Regions from separate parts of the Mus musculus genome. Here region 2 is linked to region 1. Evidence: chromatin contacts called from public ChIA-PET data. All regions are on one chromosome and are shown on one strand. Each heading gives the region's core, a stretch centred on a gene start, on an enhancer-like site or on the middle of the called end of the contact. The rest is flanking DNA. Distances are from core to core; before and after follow the strand shown. Region 1 overlaps Map4k4 (mitogen-activated protein kinase kinase kinase kinase 4). Region 2 holds the start of Il18r1 (interleukin 18 receptor 1).

Region 1 (6,134 bases), core at 1,654-4,153:
GCTCCAACGGCTCACATCATCCTCTATGACTTAGTAATGTCTGAAAATGCAGTCCTAGCAGATAAGCATTCTTTCACGGGACTCTTCTTTCATGTCGGGTCTTCCTCTGGCCCTCTAGTTTTGCATCATGGCACAGAAGTACTAGCACCCACTGGTCTCAGCATCCCTCCGTTCTCATCTGGCCTACACCAAGCCTGCTTTGTTCCCTGACACTATTTTCTATCATCAGAGATGGCAGCAGGCCTCACAGGAGACTTTTCTGCGTTGGGGGCTGTTCCCCAAGCCTGTATCACACAGACTGGCAAGACACACCTCCTTAAACCCGTGTCCCTCTTTGAACTTCTATTCCCAACTCATGGCTCCCATGGGTCTCAACACAACCTTCATCTTGGTTTTGTTCTGTACTCAACCAAAGGTAAGGCCAGAGCTAGAACAGCTGTGGGCGAACCTATTACTAAAGTACAAACATAAGAAAGTAAACCCACTGAGCTAAAGCAGGCAGAAGACACCCGAAGGATGGAGGTCAAAGGCTGGCAACCATATTTGCATGTAGGGAAAATAAGGCTGTGGGAAAGTTTCTCAGCAGAGGGCCTGCTGGCCTCCGAGCTGCACGCTTCTCTGTGTGGGACTGACTTTGGTCCGGCAGCAGACTTGTACCATTTGTGCCTTCTGCAGCAATAAATGCCAAAAGCATTAAATCCTCAACCTCAAACATAAAATTGAATTAAAAACAAAACTAAAAACGAGGCAAGAGTTTGGGAAATTGTTCACAGAGATCTGTCATGGGGTGAGAAAAATGGCAGACAGGAAGCAAGCCAGTGCTGTCCACTGCTCCACGAAAGCCTCACAGAGTGTGGGCAGGCATCGGGGAAGCCTGGGCTGGCTGCCGTCTGTACCTTGGCTCTCCCTCCTGCTCAGGCACTTCCTCCTCCTCCTCCTCGCTCCCGCTGTACTCGTACTCCGTCTCATCTGAAAAACAAGGCCGAGAGAAACAGGAGAGCTCAGATCCTCACAGATGCCCGTGTAGACAAGCATCCCCAGAGTCAGAATGACCAAAACCAAGATGCAACTTGTGAAAACGGCATGGGGAGAAGCGTGTCTGACCTCCCGTCAAAGGTCAGGAATTCTGAGCTGGCTACACTCCCTACAGAAGAGCTGGTCATTCTCCACTGATAAAATCTGAGGAAGTGTATACAAAAAACAAGAAAACCAAAAAACTCAACAGCATCAGCATAGTCACACTCAAGAAAGTATTACACTGACAAATATAAACAGATATCGATACATAGATGACAGAAATAGCAGATGTGTTAAAAATTCAGAGATCTCAAATACTGGTCTAGAGAAATCAAGAAGCTAAAGCAAACGCAGCTCATGTCAAGAAATAAAGAGCAGCGAAGAAAGCACCGAGGCAGACTCGGGGAGAGGGGTCACACAAAAGTAGTCACCACATCCAGCTCTCTGAAAAGATCAATAAGATTGACTAACTCCAAGTTATACTAGTATCATAAAGATAAAAATCAAATTGTTACCATAGAGCCAATGAAACCCAAAAGATCCTTAGAAAATGCTCTGAAAACTTATATTCCAAAGGTTGGCAAGTGAAAAAAAATGAACAAGATTCTAAATGTCTGCAGTTTACCACAATGAAATCTGTAAGATATGAGCACTGAGACTGGGATGGGGTTAAGAAGTGTAAGGCGGGACAGATGCAGGGCAGGTTGTGCCAAATTGTTGAGGATGACCGGACACCAACACTCTCACCACTCCACGAAGAAGAAGGGGAAGACGCTACCAGACTCATCCTATGAAGCCAAGATGACCTACCAGCAAACCCAATAAAGACGGAATAAAAGAACATCAAAGGCCAATTTCTCTAAGGAACATTGGGTTTCTTATATTCTCAACAAAATACTTGAAAGCCATATTCAAGATCATATAAAGACACAACCAAAATGGCTTTATCTCGAGGATGCAGAACTGTGGCAGCCCACACCCCCCAATTTTAATACATGGTGTAAATAAACTCAAGGACAGAGCTCAAAAGGAGAAAACTTGAGCCGGGCGTGGTGGCACACGCCTTTAATCCCAGCACTCGGGAGGCAGAGGCAGGCAGATTTCTGAGTTTGAGGCCAGCCTGGTCTACAAAGTGAGTTCCAGGACAGCCAGGGCTATACAGAAAAACCCTGTCTCGAAAAACCAAAAAAAAAAAAAAAAAAAAAAAAAAAGAGGAGAAAACTTCTGACTCGTGGTACACACCCAGCAGAGGGGAGGATAAGACGGAAGAATCGCTGTGAATCTGCAGCTTACGTTATAGTGAGGCCCTACTTAAAAAAAAAGTCCCCAAGAAAGAAGGAGCACAAAACCTACAGATATACTTCTAACAGTAATGGCTATAGTAAAGGCAAACCTATAAACAACACTGTACTAGATGGGGAATAGTGAATATATTCTCTAAAACCTAGAACTAGACACTTATTTGATACAGTGTTTCAAGTCCCACCCAACTAAACAGTAATACGTAAAAGGTATAAAGACAAGAAAGAACTCAAAGTATTGCTAATCTCAGACACTTAAAGACCCTGCAGGATACAGAATTAACATACAAAACTCAGTAGCTTTCCTATATGACAACCACAAACTCACTGAGAAAGAAACAACTGTCCAGGAATAAATCTGAGGCAGAACCGACCATGAAGTCATTATGCCACTTGAAAATGACACTACATAGCAAAATCTTCCTGTGCTTAAAAAAGTAATCTAAAACATACATATGAAACTGAAGACTGTGTAGTCAAATCAACCTCAGGGAAACGAGGTGTGTTTCACACGGTTTACCCGGGTGTCAGTGTGCGGTATATGACATAAAACCAGGCGGAAATCACGAGAGGGGAGGCGGGCTGTTGAGGAGTGTTAGCATCCAGTGGTCTTGCTCTTGCTGTGCAAGTGTGCAGGAAAGCCCAGGGCCACGAGACAGGAAGAGGAAAGAGGGTGCTAGGGAGGAAGAGCACAGGGGAAGGAGTGCAGCTCAGCAGCAGCAGCAGTACTTAAACTGTCAGAATGAAGCCTGCTGCTTTAACACAGTCTAGGGCCCCTTAACGCTATGGTAGGAAGGCAAACTTAAAGGAGCCTTCATACCTTTCTCGCCTCTCTTCTTTCTGGTCCGGTCTATGTGATCCTTAAGCTGGATTCGAACCTGCCTTTCATTGGGCTGATCCCTTATGAAAGGGTGTTTTAAAAGTTGCTCTGTAGAGGGCCGCTGCATGTAATTCTTCACCAGACAGCCTTCTATAAAGCTGAAAAATTTCTTTGACCTGTAAGAGAAAGTGAAACATATCATCAAACTTCTATCACCAAAGTTAAGCTCAAAAATACTGGTGACGAGCCTGAAAACCATTCTGTGACCAAACCTGCAGTGCACACTAACAATGTACTGCAGCAGTCAGCAGTGTCACTGGGACCACACCTGCAGTGCACACTAACAATGTACTGCAGCAGTCAGCAGTGTCACTGTGGTCACACCTGCAGTGCACACTAACAATGTACTGCAGCAGTCAGCAGTGTCACTGTGGTCACACCTGCAGTGCATACTAACAATGTACTGCAGCAGTCAGCAGTGTCACTGGGACCACACCTGCAGTGCACACTAACAATGTACTGCAGCAGTCAGCAGTGTCACTGTCACCACACCTGCAGTGCACACTAACAATGTCCTGCAGCACTCAGCAGTGTCACTGTGGTCACACCTGCAGTGCACCACAAACAACATTATCATACAGAGCGATAAAAGCAGCCAGGTTTAAAGGAACAGAGTTTAAGTCTACTACTACTCACTAACCATTAAATCATGGAACAAGCAGAGGCACAGGAACAGAGAAAGGCCTTCACTAACGTGGGGGTCAGGGAGGTGCACAGATGACCATAAGTCTCATAACAAACAGAGATGAGCAAGGGGCCTGCCTCTGTTGGCAAACGCAGGGCATCTACGGATGGATGCTTCAGCCAGCCTTACACTGGCTTGAGCTCGATTCATCAGGTCCCAGAGTTTAGTGGACAAAGGCAGAAATGACAGGTTTTACTTTGTGTGTGCACGATGGGGGTGGGGTGGAAGACTCAGCCCTGCCACTGGTTGGTACACTTTATAAAACATCACAACTATAGCTGCAACCCACCCTAACCCCCAACAGGATCTTGCTCTATTACCCAGAATGCTTTTAACTCCTATGTTCAAATGGTCCTCCTGCTGTAGTCAGGGCCTGCAAACATGGCCGATGGCCCCAGACACCCTTCATCAATGTTAAAATGTGTTATCAAAGGACTTTAACACATCTTTGCCATTTTAGAAGAAGAATGTTCTGCAACATATTACACTTCAAAGATGTTTAACTCTTAAACGTTAAACATAGCCTTTTCTTCATATTATGGGGCTTTCGGAGTTGCTTGCTATTAGCGACTAAATGAAATCCGATGAATCAAGAACAACAGGAAGAACTCATGTGCCTTAGACTGTTGAAGGCTGCTGACTTTGTAGTACCGAAGTTAGGGTGGCCAGAATTTTATTCCTGAACAAAATGAAACTATAGAGAGGTAGGGAGAAAAGAAAAGAAAGGCATAGAAAAGGGGGGAAGGGGGAGAGGGACCGACAGAGTGGGGGAAGGGAGGGGGAGGTGGGGCTTACCATTTTTTTGACTTCAGCCTGGGAGGAGGGTTTCTGGGGATGAGAAACAGCGCTCTCATTGGATGCATGTCACAGAGAGCTGGGAAAGGAGATGGCGGTGTCAGTAAGGCTTACTCTCCTGACCACTGGGGTTCATGTACAAACAACTTCATTCACAAATAATTGCCACAAATATGCCAAGCAGCTAAGATATCTAGTTATAAACCCTAGGCCATAACTTGAATTTTACCATTTAAAAAACAATAAAATAGAAGCAGACCAAAAATACACAACTTCAAATTGACACTGCAAAGTTTTCATAAATCAAAGATAAATATAAACTCAAATTCAAAAGGAGAAAAATTTAAGTGTTTAAATCACCTTTAAAATTATAATGAAAACGGCCGTGTTTATAAGGTTGGTCTAAGGATCAGAACAGCTTGGTAAAGGCCTTCGGTGCTTCAAAAGGAAGCAATGCTTAAACGCAGCGCGCACATTCGGAGCCCCCACACACTGCTGTCTGTGACTGGAGGTGCTGACCCCTGTGCAGTTACTGTCTGTCTGCAGACGTACACACTGGCCTGGCACAGCAGATGAGGCACATGCTTACAGTATACTGGTAAGGCAGCTAGGAATGGGGACCAGACCAGCTGACACCACTATCCCAGTGAAGGGAAACTAGGACAAATGACCCAGCACTATGTCCCTGTCTCAATACCATATAAGGAAACACGAGGGACACAGTACTCGCGGTGGACACCCACTTCTGCACAGTAACTGATTCTTAACTGTCAGGACCGTTTCAGTCTTTCGGCAACTATTTCTTCACAACTCTGTACGAGGCAGCATACAGTGTCTGGACACACCTTCCTTAGCAGGCCAGGAGAAACGCCGAGAGTGTTTTCCTTATTTTTTTCTACACTTCTATCACAACTCCAATCAAAGATCAATTTTATGACTGATCGATCTACTGAATTAACCCAAGGAAAAACAAACTCAAATCTTCACAGAAAACCCCGTAAATAAAAGGCAGCATCTCCATTTGTAAACTCAAAATAAATAGAATTTCAAAGATGAGGGACCCCTTTCAGTCAGTATTCTTCAAATGCAAAGAAAAAAGAGCTCTTATTAATTTCAGATGTTGCACATGAATAGGCTGCAGACCCAGGGCACTCCAAAAGGGAAACTGGTTACTGAGAGACCCCTGGGCACCTGCAGCCGCCCCGATGGTGGGTTTCTCATCCAATCACTCAGCCATGCCTGGTTCTGCCCAGTGTCCTTGGGTTCTTACAGGCAATCACTTTATACAGAACAAATGAGCTCAGAAGGAAGGAAGATACTCACGGGGGGCCCCTTCAGCCATCTCGATGGCTGTGATGCCACAGGACCAGAGGTCACTCTGCAAAAACAAAAGAGAATGTTCCAGATGCCTAGTTGTATTTCTGGACAGTCATACAAATGGAATAAAAGCATCCTT
Region 2 (6,134 bases), core at 2,477-4,976, 480 kb before region 1:
CCACACTGCTGTGTGAGTGTGCGTGGGCAGTACTCTGATGTTCTGTTGGGCTTCTTAACTCGTATATGTGGATTTAAGGAACTGGTGTTTTTTCATGTAGGAATTTTAAGGATTGTTAGTGTTCTCTTGCTGAGTTTTTCATTTTGCATTGTTTTGCTTTGATGTAACTTGAAGTAACTTACTTTTCTTCTTTATTTTTTTTCTAATTTGTAAAATAATATCTGCCTAATGTAGAATGTTTATAAAAACAAAGAGTAAATATAAGAAAAATTTCTCACAATGCACCATATTTCCCTATCCTTCTTGTAATTTTTGTATTTGTTTTCAATAATGAAATGATGCACAAGTAACTTCCTGTCTTGTCTGTCCCTCAGTTTTATGGGGTACCACTGTGGGCACCAGGCTGCCTGGATCTGAATCTTCAAGCCTTTCCTTTACTGGCTTAACAATCATGGGCCAGTCACCATGCCTAGCTGAGCTCAGAGTCCTTTATCCACAGGAGGGAATGACAGGTCTACCTCCCTGTGCAAAAGTGTTCCTGCCCAAAATGTCTAAAGAATAATGTCATCTAGTTATCGGCTCCTACCACTGTCCTTATTTCTTATCATTTTACTCGTGTTGGGATATGGTAGGACAGAAAAGAGGCCAAAAGCATGATGAATGCTTGCTACCCAGCCACATTCCAGAAATGTCTTGGCAGCTTCTACCTGCCTCAAGAGTGCAAGAAACTTCCCACCACACCCAGGTCAACACATTCTACCCCACTCTTCACATCTAACTAGGCCATCCAAGTGGAACAGGCCTCTGGTGTATTTGAATCTGCTTTTTCTTTTTATTATATATGATTTAAATAATCACATAATGCTAGCTGTTTCAGTTCATGATTATCAACTCTTCCATTGCAAGTGATTCTTTCTCAATTCCCCAATGTCTGGAATTCTACCCAATTTGTTTAATTTCTCTTTTGGCATATTAGCATATAGAAAACTTTATAACCATGCATACAAGTCAATACTCTTGTGTGTGTGTGTGTGTCTGAGTGTGTGTGTTTCCATCATTTTAAAGTGGAGATCATTCTGTATTTCCCTCAAAGGTAACACAGACATTCCTATATTCCTCAGTTTTATGATTTCATCCTGACATTTGACTTATTTCTAAACTTACAAACATTTCATTTACTTCTTTGTCAGGAAAATGGGACCGAATTAAACTTCTACTTCCAAAATAACTATGAATTATTTCTCTGTCCAATCAATTAGTGTTACCTTTCCTTTGAAGTTGGTTGATATCCATTTACCAAGAAAAGGCTCTCCTAGAGCTCGATTGGAAATCTAGCACAGGTAGGTGCCTGGCCAAAAGCACATGTGTGTAAGCATGAACACACTCACTTTCTCTCGGTTCTCACTGTGCCAACGTTCCATAGCAGCTGATACTAACCAGCCTGAGCCACTCTATATTGGCTTCTTTGCTAAATCGTTGAATGAAAGAAGCTTACAAAATACATACAGATGCAAGTCCCGACTCATCATTCGATTTATTGCACACCTACACCATCTCTGACTTCTTAAAGCATAATGTCTTCAAAGGTTTATTTTGACAGACATGCTGCCCACTAAACACACACGGGAGGCAGCCTGAGCCCTTGACTCTTCCACATTCCCAGCTGATTCCAGTGTACAAACAAATGGAAAGCCACCAATCTATAGGTCTTGCCTGTGCACTCAGAAAAGTACATTTCTTATTAGACACATTCAGTTCATAGTTGACATAAAAAATATAAAATTAATCCATATGCAAGCATGTATGTGTGTGCTCATAAATAGAAAGGATAGTTACAAACTTAGTTGCCCAATGACATAAACTTTTCTCTAGATTAAATTAAGTGCTCTTCCAAACGTTTTGTGATCTGGAGGCATAGGGTGAAGGCCAGATGCAAGGTGACAAGTATCTCTGTCCCCCAAGACAAGGGAGTCCTTTCAAAGGATGTCAATGTGGTCATGTCCTTAGGTCCTGAGTTTCTGTTCTGTCCTTTTGGGTCCTTACCATGAGGAAACTGACCACATTCTAGTAAAAACAGTTCATCTGAGCACATAGATACTAAGCTCCTTAAAGCTTCCAGGTAAACACACACACACACACACACACACACTCACGTCCATACACACTCAGTTTCTAAGGCTGGGAGAGTGGGAAACAACTAAGCTTGTGACAGTTGAGTTTCAGTGACTCACAGGTAAACATGTCACCTCAGGGACAGTCATTGCTTAACAAAACATGACCCTGATGTATCCCTCACACTGCTTTGGTGAATTATGACACCCAATGAGGTTTTTCTTTTCCTCGCTGGGACCGCCACTGAGCTGGGCTCTCCATGACTCTTTTTAAACACGCAGTCCCTTTTGCTACAGTCTCCAATGGGTGTTTTACTTCATCTGCAGAAAGGCGAATCAGTCTGGTACAACCAACAAAAATGATCTTGAATACACCCTTGCACTTCTGCTTTAAGAAAAAAAAAAAGGTGTGCACATTTGACTTTCCATCTGTAAGGAAAGGAGAGTCATTGCTACCTCACGACACTTAGCGTAAAAATGCCTGCTGCTATTATCTCCATTTTCCAAAATGTGCCTTCACAAACATGGATCCGGACATGAAGACCATGTTCCCTTTCCCCCCCTCCCCCTCCTCTGGGACCCTATCGTCCTTGCAATATGACACGATGTTTGGCATTGTCAGGAAGCTTGCCAGTTCAGGCCAACCCTAACACACAGCACTTCCAGGGCTCCTGGACCAACCTCCACTTCCTGGTGAGGTACCCAGGAGAAGGCTCTCTGCTTTTCCATAATGTGTGCCTAAGGCAGATATTCTTGTGACTGCAGTGTGTGTGTGTGTGTGTGTGTGTGTGTGTGTGTGTGTGTGTGTGTGTTTGTGTGTGTGACTCACGAGTGTGTGCACAAGAGTGTGAGTGTACATGCATGTGTGTGGGCGCTTGTGCATGCATCAGTGCACACATATGTACATGCATGTACTCATGAGGGAGAGTGAACTATTCCCCAAATCTGCATAAATGGGTCATTCACTGATGCGATAACTGAAGATGTTCTTAGATAAATTTCTGAATATTTCTCCCCTCACACCATTTATTAAACCTGATATTGCCTGTTTCATTTGTCTCCTAAGAGGATTAAGCAACTAAAATACAGCACACCTGTGTGTATTGTCAGCAGAGGGTAAGAGCTGAACAAATCAACTGTTGCTGTGTTTTAGCTGTTCATACCTCTCTACAAAGAACATATACATTTGTACTCACTAGTTATACACACACACACACACACACACACACACACACACACACATACACACCACTCACAATTGACCTTGTTTTCAGGATCGTTGTGGGTGGTTCCTCTCCTTGCTCCAGACAGCAGAAGACAGTGAGGACTGGACATCAGAGTCTGCCCTTACCTTCAGAGAGGTGGCCCACACACAGGCCTGGGCAGTGGCTTCTCCTTCACTTACATCTGTGAAGCAGGATTCGCCCAGCAAGTGAGACTAAATACCTCCTGGTCCACAACTGTGACAACAGACAGGGAGGGAAGGCACAGTGAGGCAAGGCCAGGAGCTTGATTAGAGAGATTTGGCAAACCAGAGAATTATCGCAGGAAAAAAAAAAAAGAAGAAGAAGAAGAAGAAGCCAACGACCGGGGGTAGGGAGGTGGAGGGCTGGGAGAGGAAGATCAGAATAAGAAGAAGAAAGGAAAAGCTAAGGTTTCAGGTGGGCACCGCCTGGGATGGGAGGAGCTCCTAAGAGCTGGGGGACTGAAGCCTAGGGCGCTACAGGCTGCTCCACCCAGGAGCGCTCAAGCTTTCAGTTCTGGGAAGACCTGTACTCCTGGCAGGGTTTCTCTGCATGTCCCTGCTCACCTAAGAGCTCCACAGTTCCCAGAACTAACCCCGACACCCCACCGCTGAGGCGATAGAGCCCCTGGAGTTCTCCTGCCTGGATCTCAGCTGACTCCTCCGCCAGACCTCCAGGGAGGCACAGCCACCGCCTTTGGCTTCCCGGAACCTGCAGCCTGTCTACTCAACCACAAGAACCACCTGTGTGCCCTGTGCGCGCCACACCCTTCAGGCAGAGGGCGCTGAGAACCCAGGACTCCTGCACTGCGGGAGGAGAGTCCTTGAGACTGCCAGGCTCGCAGAGCCAACATAGTGCCAGCCAGCGCAGGATGCCCAGCCTCCTGGATGGGTGGAAAGCCACAATTGGGAAGTTATAGTGAGATTTTAAACTGTTCAAAAGAAACGAAGGCCAAACAGTATTTCTAGATTTTTTTTTTTAATAAGCTAGAACTCTTCAAACACACATGAAGAAAACACACAAGGAGTCAATGGCACAATTATTTTTGCCCAGTGAAAAATAATTTGTCATACAATAATAAATAGGAAAGGCATAACATTTTGATACATGGAAAACAAGCATTTAACAAACTTCAACACTCTTTCTACCAGAACTCACAAACTGGACAGTAGGACGGCTCCTTCCCTTCCTAATCTAATACAGAGATGGCTACAAGAGGCAACACGAGGAAACGCTTTGTTTACCTGTAACTGGTAAGCAAATAAGGTCAGCTCTGCCTGGACAAGCACTTTGAAGAAATGAGGGGAACAAAAGTAGAAATGGGAGAAAGCCCCACAGAAGACATTTTTACATGGATCATGCTTTGAACCTTTCAAAACAGTAAAATAAAACTAATATTTTGAGTTTAGCAAAAGCATCAAAGCATATGTGTGTTCATTACAGAAAAATCTATTATTTCTTCCCTTTCTTCTTCCTTCTTCCTTCTTTCCTTTCCTCCTCCTCCTCTTCTTTTTCTTTGTTGTTGTTGTTGCTGCTGCAGCTGTTGCTGTTGTTGTTAGGACAGGTTTTCTTTTTGTAGCTCTGGTGTCCTGGAACTAACTCTGTAGAGCAGGCTGGCCTCAAACTCACAGAGATCCACCTGCCTCTGCCTCCCAAGTGTGCCATGCTGCCCAGCTCAATTACATGCAAATAGTTTAGACTTATCAGAAGAATCTCGGGAACAAATAATAATTCTCTTTAGTCATTTTCCATGGATGGAGCAGCAGGCATGAGGAAGCAACTATTCCCAGGGATGAGATTGGAGAGAATTTCATTTTTAGAGGTCTTCATTCAGCACAATCATGGAATACACACTCAAACTCACACGGCTCACAATGAGATTTCATAATCACCAACATTAATATTTATCCAGTTCTTTCTGAAATCCGAATACTTCTATTTTCAGTTAGCAAAGAATCCAGCACGTTACTATGTTCCATCCAACCTAAGAAAAATTACTATCTGAGGTTGCTAAGGGACGTCCTCACAGCCACAGAGCAAGGATTCCGTTATCGGGAGTGAGGACTTCCTCCTGATTGCACGTTCTGGGACATGAGACAGTTATGTACACAGCATGCTTTTCAGTGGTCAGTTTTGGCAACTCACTAAGAAGTAGATGAAGCTGCAGAAGATCAAAACCTTCTACTACAGCAGAGCAGGTGGACTTAGCAAACCAGGCAACCACAGGGTGGATGCATGCGAGGGGAAGTTTGAATTCCTCATCACCCTCAGCTCAAGCTTCAGCCTTTGAACTGAACACTAGCAAATGTTTACCTGGCAACCCAGCCTAAGGGTACAGACTAAGAGCACACTGTCCCCAGAGAAACGGGCTACTCTAGATCCTCTACACACACTTCTGCATACGGCTTCTCTGCAGCCTCATATGTTGACCGTGAGTTCAACATTCCCCTCCTTTCAAGAGTCTCCCAAATTCTGTGTTCATTGTCACCTCAGCCTGGAGTCCCATCACCGACTGAGCAACTCAGCTAAGGCAGGGCTCATATCTATTGGCAAAATTCAAGGTACCTGTAAGACACTTGCCTGGGCTCTGGATCCGTTTCCTGGGTGCCTAGGACCTCACGGTCTGTGTGTGCTCCTGGAAAAGACTGTCCAGAGGACCTCTGACTATAGATTGATTCTGTTCTGTCCAAATTCCCTACACATTTCATAGGAGTATCACAAAAGTTAGCTGTCGCACAGTGACAGATACATTTCAGTAAGTAGGAAAATGTCCCGATGT

Evidence for each region. ChIA-PET counts read pairs in DNA pulled down with a chosen protein or histone mark.
Region 2: a contact with region 1 is called in an RNA polymerase II ChIA-PET map of effector CD8 T cells, with 5 read pairs. The contact joins the promoter of Il18r1 here to the enhancer-like site in region 1. A contact is called at or near these places in 1 of 15 datasets of contacts at CTCF or cohesin (the NIH/3T3 cell line), 3 of 115 datasets of contacts at active chromatin or transcription factors (effector CD8 T cells, regulatory T cell precursor and thymic regulatory T cells) and 1 of 9 other capture datasets (adipose tissue).

The regions. Positions count from the first base shown.
Region 1 is chr1:39,983,805-39,989,938 of GRCm38.p6, reverse strand. It overlaps Map4k4 (mitogen-activated protein kinase kinase kinase kinase 4), which reads right to left. Exons shown (of 32, transcript NM_001252200.1): 8 at 6,002-6,056; 9 at 4,679-4,757; 10 at 3,139-3,314; 11 at 897-969. Among named protein-coding and RNA genes, the nearest start is that of Map4k4, 86 kb to the right of the region's middle. Within about 2 kb of position 2,903, at least 16 of the 459 cell types and tissues checked have an H3K27ac peak or open chromatin away from gene starts, as enhancers often do. A contact at or near this core is called in effector CD8 T cells, where this site is marked.
Region 2 is chr1:40,463,598-40,469,731 of GRCm38.p6, reverse strand. It overlaps Il18r1 (interleukin 18 receptor 1), which reads right to left and starts at 3,726. Exons shown (of 11, transcript NM_008365.2): 1 at 3,375-3,726. It overlaps Il1rl1 (interleukin 1 receptor-like 1), which reads right to left. Exons shown (of 11, transcript NM_001025602.3): 11 at 4,317-6,134.